Linked DNA regions of Rattus norvegicus: region 1 is linked to region 2. A link is a contact called in public Hi-C data. All regions are on one chromosome and are shown on one strand. Each heading gives the region's core, a stretch centred on a gene start, on an enhancer-like site or on the middle of the called end of the contact. The rest is flanking DNA. Distances are from core to core; before and after follow the strand shown.

What was found. A called contact is a pair of places that touch in the nucleus more often than the background predicts.
Region 1: a Hi-C map of the A7r5 cell line shows a contact between it and region 2, with 4 times the contacts expected there. The contact joins two enhancer-like sites. A contact is called at or near these places in 6 of 12 Hi-C or Micro-C datasets (the A7r5 cell line, the Rat2 cell line, Schwann cells and 3 more).

Annotation. Positions count from the first base shown.
Region 1 is chr6:67,807,038-67,813,434 of GRCr8, reverse strand. The region is part of intron 2 of Stxbp6 (syntaxin binding protein 6); the gene reads left to right. Among named protein-coding and RNA genes, the nearest start is that of Stxbp6, 74 kb to the left of the region's middle. Within about 2 kb of position 3,869, at least 12 of the 93 cell types and tissues checked have an H3K27ac peak or open chromatin away from gene starts, as enhancers often do. A contact at or near this core is called in the A7r5 cell line, where this site is marked.
Region 2 is chr6:67,641,891-67,648,066 of GRCr8, reverse strand. It overlaps a transcript of Stxbp6 not described here. Among named protein-coding and RNA genes, the nearest start is that of Stxbp6, 240 kb to the left of the region's middle. Within about 2 kb of position 3,951, at least 1 of the 93 cell types and tissues checked has an H3K27ac peak or open chromatin away from gene starts, as enhancers often do. A contact at or near this core is called in the A7r5 cell line, where this site is marked.

The sequences.
Region 1 (6,397 bases), core at 2,620-5,119, 170 kb before region 2:
CCCCTTTTAATGTTTCTTCACTATGATATTCTAGCTGTAATTTTTCCTCTTATTTAGCATGATAACAGGAATGCTACCAGGTTTTGCATATTCTTTGTGAAGATAACTTTAATGGTTTCTTGTCTAAAATAGATCCATTTATTTTTGGCTGGATTTTTTTTTTCAATTAATATCATGAGAAATAATGATCATGACATTATTTTTTTTTGTTTTTGTTTGTTTATTTATTTATTTATTTATTTATTTATTTTTGGTCTCTCAGTCTCATTATTTAGCTCATGCTGACCTCAAACTTAAAATCCATTTGTTTTATTCCCCAAGTGCAATCATGAACCACCAGGCCTGGTTTGCATGCATTGTTTATAAGTGAATAAACTGGGAACTATGGATGACTAACAGGAAATGCCTGCGGTACTAGAGGGTAGTAGACTATGACTGGAACTTTAGTCCTCTGTCTCCTAGTAATGTTTGCCCTAGACCAAAATTAATTGATTTCAAAACCTAATTCTGAGGTCTGAAGGGTGCTCAGAAGTCAGGGCACTAGCTGCTCTTGCAGAGGTTCCCAATACCCACTTGGTGGCTCACAGATCCAGTTCTAGGGTGATCTGATGCTCTCTTCTGACAACCACAGGCATTGTTTGCACATAGTACACATATATAGGTAGACAGAACTCTCATACATGCAACTGTTTTAAAATTAAGTCATCCAAAATCCCTTTAAAGTAATACGTTGTGTTCATTTTTGTGTATTTAACAATCAGAGAACAATACTCATGCTATTTAATATTGTCCCCCTTCAAGTCCTCTTTGATATACATAAGATGCTTCAATCTGTAAGGATTACGCTGCTGTTTGAGTTCAACACACATGTGAGGGTATGCGTAAGTGTATTGCCACATGTGATCGAGAGAGTGTTTGCAGAAAAAGAGAAGGTGCATCAAATACTTAGACTGCAGCCTGACCACGTTGCAAAAGAGGGGCTTTGATGTCTGGCTAGCTTGATTGGGAAATCATTAGTCATTTTTCATTGGCTTTGTTAGATGAGGTATTCGAGAAATAATAAATGCCCACCAAAATGCTTATGATTTTCACCTTAGGACAGTGCATTTGATCAATAATTTACTTTGACATTTTATCAGAAACAGCACCTGAACCTAAAAAGCAACTGAAGTAAAAGGTAATTAACCTCTTAGGGTTACCACCCCCACCTCCGAATACTAGATTTTTATGTGTACAAAGAACCCATAGCCATTCCCAAAGTTAATTCTAAGAACAAGAGCAAGGTTCACGGAGATTGCATAGCTGGCCTAGCACCACAGAACTCCTGCAGTTAAGCAAAAGAAAAGAAAAAAAAAAAAACCCAACAATTTAAATTTCATCTCTTGCCAACCTGATTTTTTACTCTGGCTAGAGCAGATTAGATGAGGAAGGGATGAATTTAAGGCGAGGTTGACTTGAGTGGCTAAAGTGAGCATCAGGATAGATCTCCATAGTTATCACACACCGTCGGTCAGCTGTGGGTCAGGGAGGCATCTGTCTCGTGAGGTTTAAGGATTGTAAGGATATGAGTTCATCTGTAAAAAGCAGCACACAGTTCTGTCCTTCTCTGCCAGTTCCTTCTGGACACGGAGACCCAGAAAGTGCATAGGGAAAGTACTTTGAAAGCCTGGCGTCATTTTATTTTTGTCTTTTTAATTTAATAACTCATCAACTCCCAATGTGTGCTGTACACATGCTTCTAGTTGTATACTAGAATGACTTCTAGTATGGGGTCACATTCTATAAATCTGACTCTCTCCCCTAGAAACCATCAGTGATCCGTAGCTCCTTAGCTAATGGTGGGAGGCCATGAAACACCCACCTCACGCTAGAATGTTGCCTGGTTTGATCTTGGGCAGATAACCACGGCTGCTGTGTACCTTCCAGGACCATGCATGCTAGTCAACAGCAAAGAAGTTTCTGGGTGGAAGCCAGCTCTACTTCTCCATGTTCAATTATGTAAGTGTTGTCTTCAGCAATAAGACCATACTGTCAAGTTGTGGAGATTAACTACTAGCCTTCACCATAGCCTGTGTTATTTATGGATTAGGAACATATAACTCATATATATATATATATATGTATACAAAAATATATATGATATGTATGCAATATATGATATATGTGTGATATATTACATATATATGTAACATATTAGGAAGCCTCTCTGATAGTAGGATTCTATATGGCTTCTCAAAGGCCTAGTGTGTTAGCTGTCCCTCCCCATATGCCTTCCTTTTCACTGTACTCCAATCCTCCCTATTTAATCATTTTATTCTAGTTTGCCTTTCATCTCTTCATAACATTATATCTCCATTTCCTTGGTAGATCCCCTGATTCCACCCTGGTACTAGATTACCTTCTGTGGTTATTCTATCAATATAAACATATCTAAAACTTAGAACATATGCGCATACATCCCTAAAACATCTATAAATAGGAGAACATAGGCATTTGCCTTTCCTAGGTCTGCGTTACCTCACTCAGGATGATTATTTCCTGCTCCATCCATTAATCCTCAGACTTTCTAGTTTCATTCCTCTTAACAGCCGGCTAATATTGTAGTGTGTAAATGTAGTAAAAAAAAAAACTGAACATCAAGGAAACAAATTGCCCTATTTAAAAATTGACTACAGAATCAGCAGAGAGTCCTCAAAGGATGTAACAAAAATGGTCGGGCTAAGAAACACTTAATAAAACGTTCAGTGTCCTTAGCCATAAAGGAAATGTGAATAAAAACTATTTTGAAATTTCTTCTTACCCAAGTCAGAATGGCCAGGATTAATAAAATAAATGACAGCTCATAGCAGTGAGGATGCCGGGAAAGGGGTGGGGGGAACTCATCCATTGCTAGTAGAAGTGCAAACTTGTACAACTACTATGGAAATCAGTGTGGCAGTTCCTTGGGAGGCTGGGAGTAGATCTACCCCAAGTGATACTCAAAGGTTCTCTATCCTCCTACACAGAGGCTTGCTCATCCAGTCTCTTCTCTTCTCTCTTCGTAATAGCCGGAAGTTGGAGACAGCCTAGCTAGTCATTAACTGATGAATACGTTTGAAGTTTTTGAATGACTTATGGTGAAAGACAATAAAGTGAAAGTTCCAGACTCCTGATGAGCGTTCTCAGAGTTGGGAGTCTCGTTTACTCTACTAAGAATTCCTGGCCAGTGGACTCGATTTGTAATGTCTCTGACTGAAGAAATGGCTGCTTGATGTGATGAGCATCCAGACACAAGGGGTGCCGGTCACAGTGGTTAGCACCTTGTGTCTTCAAAAGTTGGTGGCAGACCACTGGCACCAAAAGCACGGCAAACTATGCCAACTCGCCTCAGGTTGTCTGCTCTCCTGAAGCCCGGCGGATACGGTTTGTTTCCGTTCTACTGTTTGTTTTGAATGCTGCCACACGCAGCCCTCCACAGCTTTGCTGTTGGTATGTTATTATCAGGTCGAGCTGAGATTTATTTAGTTCTGAAGCGTCTTGGCCTTTTGTACAGATCTTAAAAAAAGGAAGCCTGCATTTCCTTTCTGGATTTGCTTCTTATTGATTCATGCAAGGGAGCCTCCTCCTTTGCTGATTCAGCAGTGTCCTTGGTTGCTGGATGGGCAGTTAGTTCTTGGGACTAGTGCCTTTCCTTTTTATTTTTTTATTTTTTTTTGGTACAGAAGTCTATGTTTCTGTTGGTTGTTATACTGCACATGTATAGATCGTTTGTTTTAGGGTTGCTATGCAAACTTTCTTTAGACGTTTATGAACTAAAATTCCAACACAGTGGCCCCCACACCCACACCCACAGGCCACATTCCAGTGCATCTTGCTCATGCCTGAAACTATGTGTAAACCCTATGTGTGTATGCTGCTCTGTCTGGCATCCCTATGATACAAGTTAACTAAGAAACTAATACACAGAGAAATAGACAGAATAATAATGGACAATTATTAACAGTGTACTGTCAGAAGGTACTGAAAACCAGAGTTTATTTCTGGAATTTTCTATTTAATACTTTTAACTGCTGTTGACCACTGGTAACTGAGACCAAGGAAAGATAAAACCGAGATGACGGGAGACCGCTGTGTTCTGAGATCCAACATGCCACCTCTCCCAAGAGAAAAGGAAATCACAAACCTCTCTTTCACTGGAGTTTGGAACTGCTACAAATACCATTTTTTTTTCTCTCTTCTCCAGCAACATAAGAGGTAGCCCTGAGGTCAAACTCTTATTTCCTTTTCTTTTAAGCATTGGGCATCAAATCAGAGCCTTGCGTTTGTTAGGCAGACACCTATCCACTGAGCTGTATCCTCGACTTATACTTAATTCTCTGAGTTTTAGATACTCAGGGTGGGGCAACCCTGCTCTGCCTGTTTCCCCAGCTATCACTTGCTACTCAGATGCCCCTGGCTGGCCCTCTGCATCCTGTCATGCCATCTGCTACTTTTTATTCTGAAATCTCTCTCTCTCTCTCCTCACTGACACTTTCAACACTCTAACTACTCAGAGGGCCTAATCTAAAATGTTAGTCAAAAAATATGACAATTTTTAACACCTTTCCGAACTGCTGTGTCACTGCAAATGGTCACATTTCCCTGTGAGTTTGTACCTGTAGAAGGTGACTTTGGAAAGCAGTGGTTCTAGGGGATCCAACCTTTTGCATTTATCAAGCAATTATTATCATTCATGCTGTGCTTTCCTAACATTTGGGCTTGGTACAAGCAACATGAAAAATACCTGGCTTAACATCTTGATCATTGTGCTTTTGCTCAGAACTTTTTATTTGGTATGAGATTCTCCTATGGCATGAACTTTATATTTCTTTTAGCATTTCTCTCTCTTTCTCTCTCTCTCCCTTCCTCCCTCTCTCCCCCCCCCCCCTCTCTCTCTGTGTGTGTGTGTGTGTGTGTGTGTGTGTGTGTGTGTGTGTGTATACAGAGAATAGTACTGGAAAAGCAAAACTTAATGCCAAAGAGTTTTGCATTATACATTTTCATAGACCGGCTCATTAGCACCAGGAGCACAGTAAATGACTCCTTTAGTTTCAGAAGCAATGCTTGTATGGTTTTTAAATATATATATATATATATATATATATATATATATACATATATATATATATATATATATTCTATATAGCCATACTTACAAATTAATATTCTTTGCTTACCATTGTGATGATTGGGATCTTATTGCCAAGACATAATGTTTCAAACCTGCTTCCTTCCCAAGTCTCATAGCTCAGTGGACACAGAGGTCAGCAGCAGAAAAGAACCTTTTTTTATAGTTAACGTGTTCTTTGAGTCTTTGCTGGAAATAGCAGGGCACGAGCAGGGGGAGAAATGTCTTTAGATTTCCTCATGACCACTTTTAATTTTTCACTAGTGAAGGAAGAGACCAGTGGTACTCAAAATTCTTCAAAGGCTATGACACTTGGTTTACACAAATCATCCAGTGTTTTATGGTATAGTTAACTAGTTAGCATCACAAATTATTCTATAATAAAAGTGAAATTTTACGTAAAACCATTACACAGATTTAATTTACTATTCAGGTAAGTATACTGAATCCAAGTGTTACTTCTGATTCTTGCTTTGTGACTGATACTTCGTGGTGTATCATTCCCTTTATTTTTGTGTGGTTTGCAATTGTAGAGGTGTCTGTGTATGTTGGCAAGTTAGGGGTGATAAGCTGCTCCTGAAGTGAATCTCTTCCATCATTCCTACAGCACCAGAGTGGAGAAACATGTGGCCCAGTATGGATCAAGTGAGAGTTCTGTGTACATAGGCTGTGACTCTTCCATTTATGGGTTGGTAGTAAGTCCTGGAAGTACAGAGGAAGTACAGAGGAAGTACAGAGGAAGTACAGAGGAAGTACAGAGGAAGTACAGAGGAAGTACAGAGGAAGTACAGAGGAAGTACAGAGGAACTTTGTAAAGGCAAAAAGGGTTGGTGGAGAGAAACGTGGACTTTCCAACTATAAAATACTCAAAGTCAGTTGGTCATTTTTTTTTTCCGGAGCTGAGGACCGAACCCAGGGCCTTGCGCTTGCTAGGCAAGCGCTCTACCACTGAGCTAAATCCCCAACCCCAGTTGGTCATTTAAAACCGCAATTTTCACATACATAAAGGCCAAGTGTGAAACTGGTGTATGGTCGTATGCACCTATAATCTTAACGCATAGAAGTTACAGTCTAGTTCAAGTCAGTTAGAGCTACATAGTAAGACCAGTTGGAGCTATACACATGTCTAAAAAATGCCAAATCAAAGAGTATTTTTTTTAAATACTTATTTTAAAAATTTGAGTGCTATCATGAGATAATGCAATGACAAGCTGGTGGGGGTTTAAGCTAGATCATGCTGGATATGTGTGG
Region 2 (6,176 bases), core at 2,702-5,201:
AGTAGCTAACTTTTTTTAAGGTCTGGTAGAAGTAATATTATGTGTTAGACTTAAAATTATAGTGAAATCTGTTTTATACTATTGTGACTAGCAAAGATTATGCATTTATGTAGAAACAGTTACAGAGTGCCCTATATAAGAGATACTAGTTAAGATAGGTTTCACTCCTAATTATCAGAATTGTGATGCTGCTAATGTGTGTTGTTCTTGGTTTTTCAGAAATTCTCTATGATACTGAGTACAGTACCATTTTTGTTTCATTCAGAGACAAGTTAACAACTGTTCTGTTGGTTCACTCTTATAGCAACTTGGATTTTGTCATTAAATATTTTAACTCTCTGGTGAATGTTTGTTCCTCTCCTTTATTTATGAAACATACGAAATACCAACCAGCAGGTAAACACCATGACACTTCTTACACTTGGGGACAAACCTTATATCCCCACAGGAGACCTCAGGATGGAGGCCAAAAGATGATGAAATTATGGGAAAACTTGAAGTTTAAAAGAAACATATCATGGAGACAAAAGAGCTAAGCACAATGTAGAGCATGCCCATATTAAGCAACTATTGCATTTTTGGTTCTTTTCTGTGAATGAAGCAGTTATGTTGACCACTGTGTTCACTCTTACTGGTATCCAGTGATACGTGTTCTGTTTACAGGTTTGTTTCAATCATCAGTATGCCCAATCATTGAGTAGACCAGCGTCATGCCCTGTTAAATTGTAAGGTAGACTGGATCACAATGTGTTCAGTTGTTGGCATGTTTCTGTCAGCAAAGCAAATGCCACCCCATTGGCTTTCAAGAGAAGCGACCTGAGTAATGTTAGCAGCCGAATGGCTATCTCTGGAGGGTACACACCATGAAGCAGGCAGACTCAGAGGCAGGTGGGTCTCCCCTACCCCAAGATGAAACAATAGCGAGAGTTTGGTTCAATGAGAACCGAGGTAATTGTGCACTTCAAAGATACCTGCTCTTCTGAACAAATTTACAACCCATCTGGTTGATCTACAGAGATTATCATCCTGTGAGAAGGATTTTAATTGTTATCAGTTATGCATTTACCAACTCCAATTTTGAGAGAATGAATATGACAAGTTGATAAGGTCACTTCATCTGGAGAGAGTACTTCCACAACAGTAACACTGAATATGCCTCCAATGGGCCCTTCCCAGCAAGAAACAAAAACAAACACTTACATGGCATGGATAGAAACTCATGCCTAACTGGACAGCACTCCTCTCCCGTGTGGAATTTGGACTTATACATGTAGAACAGGAACTTATGTGTGAAAGGTAGAGGTTACCAGGAGGAGAGCAGGCGAAAGCAATAGGAAGAAAGAGAGATACAGCATACTTTCACGTGCAATCTGGATTCATCACATGTGTATATAGAGAGCAAGGGGGCCAGAAGGCAATGGACTGAACAGGAGCACAGTGTAATGAAATTCACGAAAACATCATGAAGCTCCTCATTTTATGTAACTTCAGCTTTAAAACCTGCCTGTACCCACAGGCAAGGTTCAGTTCACTGCTCGGAATGTGATTGCTAAATCCTCAGCCAGGTAAGACACCAAAAGAAGGGTGTCCTTCGGTTCTCATTAGAAATCCGGAAATCGTATCTGTGTTCCACGACTTGACAAATAGCCAGTGCAATCTTTGTGTCTCTGGCTCATAATTCTGGGGGATCCCTTGGGTGATCGTGCAGACACATTGCCTTTGCGTTCCAGTTATGTAACAATACACCACCCATGATACAAAACTGCCCACTTTATGGCCAAAAGTGAAAATTACAGTAAAATATTTGGGTTCCACAAGTACTCTTAAGAGTGTACCCCTAGTAACCTGAAGCTCCCCTACTACGCCCACCTCTTAAAGGTTTAGCTTTCAAATGACAGGCCAGTTCTTTACAGGTTGAACTTTTGAAAACATTAAAAAAAAAATCCAAGCCATAGCAACATGTAATTGTTTTATGAAGTCAAACCTTCCTGATGCAGAAGTTATCTTCAAACCTTCATCAAAGTCTAATCTGTCCAAAGTCTTTTTACTATTTCTTCTTTATCTCTTCTTCAGCTCAGCCTGTCTAAGGGGCACATGTCAGAAAAGTGTGGATTTACCCAGGGTTACAGCCAGCCTTTACCCTGACTGTCATAGCCAGTTCTAATGTTATTCCAATGTTTACTTTTACTTTTAGATTTGCTGTTTTGCTATCCCTGGTTATCTTGCTTTTGTTAATTAATTAATTCATTGATTCGTTCTACAGGCCCCAGATGGTGGGGCAGCTGGTTTTCCCAGATGCTTACTAGATTTAAACTAGCAAATAAAAGCTGCCAAGAATGTTCAGTATAAAGTGTATTTATACTGAATTACCAGTAGGTGTAGTTTTTTTTTTTTACATTGATTCTCATATTTTCACATTTGAGCCTCATCTGGAGCCTCTGTATTTCCCAAATCCTATTTTCACTGCCCACTTCCTCCTTATTCTTTGGGAGATATGAACAAATGTCTGTATACTCCAGACTGGGAACTAAGCCCAGACCAAAATAAGGATACTATTGAAAATCCAGCTTGGTAAACCATGACATTTTTTTTTTGTTTGGTTGTTTGGTTTTATTGCTCTTGCTTATAGGCATATAGGTGAGGGGTTACTTACAGGAGCAGAAATGACTTGGAGACAGCTGCATCACTGAAGCCCAAAGCCCACTCCAGCATAGGCGACAGCTCACAAAAGCTGGGAGCCTGGAGTACACTGTACAGCCCATAAGCAGCTGGTCAAATTAGAAAGAATCTTTTCCAGGTGAGCTTGTTTCAGGAAGCTTAGCTATTGTCTTTCTTTTCTAGGTCTAATTTTCTGAGAGTATTTCTCATCAGTTCTTATTGCTTATATTGGGAAAGGAGAGATGTAGAATTTTAATAAGTTTCAGGGACTTCTTGAAGCTTTTCAGTTGCTTCCTTCCTGTTAGATTCCCTGCAGGAGTAATGTTTCACACCCATTGAAAACATCATGTGACTGCCTCCTTCAGGATGGAAGTTTGGAAGTTTACCTCAGAGGAAGTTGCTATAGAACAAGCCTTTTCTTCAAGTTTTCTGCCACAATTTCATCTGTTGGCTGAGTCATTGCTAAGCTCCATAGGTCTTCAGGGTGACTACATGAAAGGTCTGGCCCATCCCATGGCCCATCGCATTGAGTGTCATGGAATATGATATAGAAACCAGATCCATGCATGTCAGGTCTACTGGTTTGTGATTTAGCTGGCCATATGTGTCAGCATTATTCTCAGACTTCCTCTATTAAGGCCTTCTAAATACTACTGGTTCTTTCCAGTGGAGGGAAGGTTTATTTTACCACACATACATTTTCCTTTCAATCTGCCCTGGGTGGTAAGTTTAAATATCACACATCTAGAGTTAGATATGGGGGGAAATGAAAGTTATGCTCCAGTCCTTTGAGTCCCAGGTATCACTTGTCAACATTAGATATAGATGAGGCTTTTGTCCAATGCCAGTTGTATTACAGTTGCTCTGACAATTATTTGTTGGATGACACAGAAACAAGAAAACCAAGCCCATGAATTCCTCAAGCATTGCTGGGAGGAAGACTGGAGATCACAAATTTTAAAGAGCATTCCTGTGTAAGCACTGAGCATGTACATCAATGATCTGTTTAATTACGACTAATAATTCCTGGCTGAAGCATAAAGTTTCCTTAAGAACTTCTTTAAGCATAAAGTTTTCCTTAAGAATTGTCTTTTTCTGATTTCAGGATGACAAAGAATACACTTTTATTGAAGAGTAAGCATGCCTTTTATTCACAGCACAAAGGTTCCCTTCTGGGTATTTTGTTTCAGGCCTGGAGTTAACACCCAGTATTTGTAGACATGTTTACATCAGTCTGGAATGTTTCAGTGTAAACTGAGCCATGCCATTTAGGAAGAAAATGTTTAAGGGAGTGGGAAGTCTAGCTCAGCAGTAGAAGGCTTGTCTACAGTGAGGTCCTAAGTTCCATCCCCACTACTATGATAAAAGGAAGAAAGCTGTCCGGGTGAAACTAAGATATATAAATTGTAACACACACACACGCACACGCACACGCACACGCACACGCGCACACACACGCACACGCGCACACACACACAAATTAAATCACTGCCTTTAAAGTGTGGTGAGTTAGGGTAGGGCACCCCCTTGTGGTTACTCGCAGGAGTGTGGATTTCAGGATAATAAAAGAGAAATCTGTGTTCCAAGTATTTCTTCTTTAAAATTCAGCACCAGCTTTGTTAGACTTGACTTTGGAGGTGACTATAAGTGTAGCAACTGAATTACATACTGAATGTACACCCCCATGCATGCCATATCTGGACTCATTGTATGTCAGCTTGGAGTCTGTCCTGTGAATGAGACCAACACAGTGACTTTGGAGGACATTGCTGGCTGCTGAACAAGGTGTTGGCTGGTGAATGGACACACTCTCCTTCACTCCCTACAAGGCATTTGGAGCAAATGCTATCCACACTTCTCTGATCATTTTTTATAATCCTTCTACATCACATAGACAGAAGCTCTAGCAAATGAGAGATAGCTGACCTCAGTGCCCAGTAGGAGCTACGTTCTTAAAAAAAAAAAAAAGTTCCAAGAAACCGAAATTAATAAGGGAAATTCAACTCTATATCTAGGTCACCAACCATGGAGATGAAAATGAGCAGTTAGTTTGGGAGATGTTCTGATGTGTCCTTTGAGTAGGAAATTCATGCCACTCTCTCAAGAGTAAGGTTCAGAATCTTTCAACAAAGTCATCTGCACCACTCCAAGGAGGCTGACAAGAACCTTCTTAGACTACTGCCCTGATGGTATTTAAAAGAACCGTCAGCTCTACAGGTTAAACCTGATGCAATGTTAAAATGGCCCTGAAAGAGAACAGGAGGCAAGGAGTTCTCACTAACATGTACATTGGTGATGTATCTTTCTGGAAGCACCTGACGTATTCAGCTGAAAAACAGTTTCAGAAAAACTATGGTGACAGCATACTATTTCTACACAATTAAAGTTTTTTATTTATAAAATGGAATCCTATCTTCAATATTAGGCCATTCATAAAGCACCGTCCAGACAAGCAAGGTCAGAGCCTCAGCCTGATGAAGTGGCACGTGGTGGAGCAACTGAGAGAGCACTGGGGTATGGAGGTGTGGACTTTCTAAACCCTAGTCCTCACTGTCCCCATGCAGTGTCCAAAGGGTCACGCTATGTATCATCGCCTCTCTCCCTGTGGGCTCATCCTAGTAGCAGTGGGTGGTACTAACTTTTTTTTACTTCATCAAAAGGAAAATGAAGCCCCAAGAAAGTCTTGCCATTATGGAACATGAAACAGGCAGCAGTAAGGCGTAGTGCCAAGTTGCTCATAGAAGAAGACAGCTGGGCTACAAGCCATTCCTAAAGCAAATGTTATGAGCGTCCCAAGGTCAAGGTACTGCACTGTACTGCCCACCTTGGAAGCATTGTATAATAAAGTCTCCAGATAGAGGATATGGATAGGAACTTACTGGGAAAAAATAAAACCAGTGACTTCCAGGCTATCCAGAGCTATATAGACCTTGTTTCAAAAATCCTAGATAGATAGACAGATGGACAGACAGACAGATAGGTAGATAGATAACCCCACTACATTAAAAAAAGACTAATACTATTGAATGGCAGTTAAACTGAGGCCAAATCTTAGAAGCCTACATGGCAGCATTAGGATTTAGGCTGCTGGTCAAGGTACTGCACTGTACAATGCCCACCTTGAAAGCATTGTACCCTAAGACTACTAGTAAAGCTGGTGAGTCCTCATAGCCTGTCAGAGAAGCTGAAGTCTACCCACCAAGAAACATTAAAAATGACAAAGTTTTAAAACCTTTCAGGGAAGTGACATTCATGTTCAAAGAACTGAACTGAGATGTCTTTGCTTCCTCAGTGGGCAAGTCTGGTGTCCTGACAGTGTTCTAACATTAGTTAACAGAAGAGGCTACAGAAAAGAACCAAATCTGGGAAATTACTGAGAAAAATATTGAGGTAGTTAATAAGTTACCTGAGAGTCAGGTTCTGACAGAAGATGCCCAAGGGCATCCTATCAATGGCAGACTCATCTCCCTTCATCTGAACCCACAAGTGTAGCACTGTTATCCACATGGAAAGTGGTA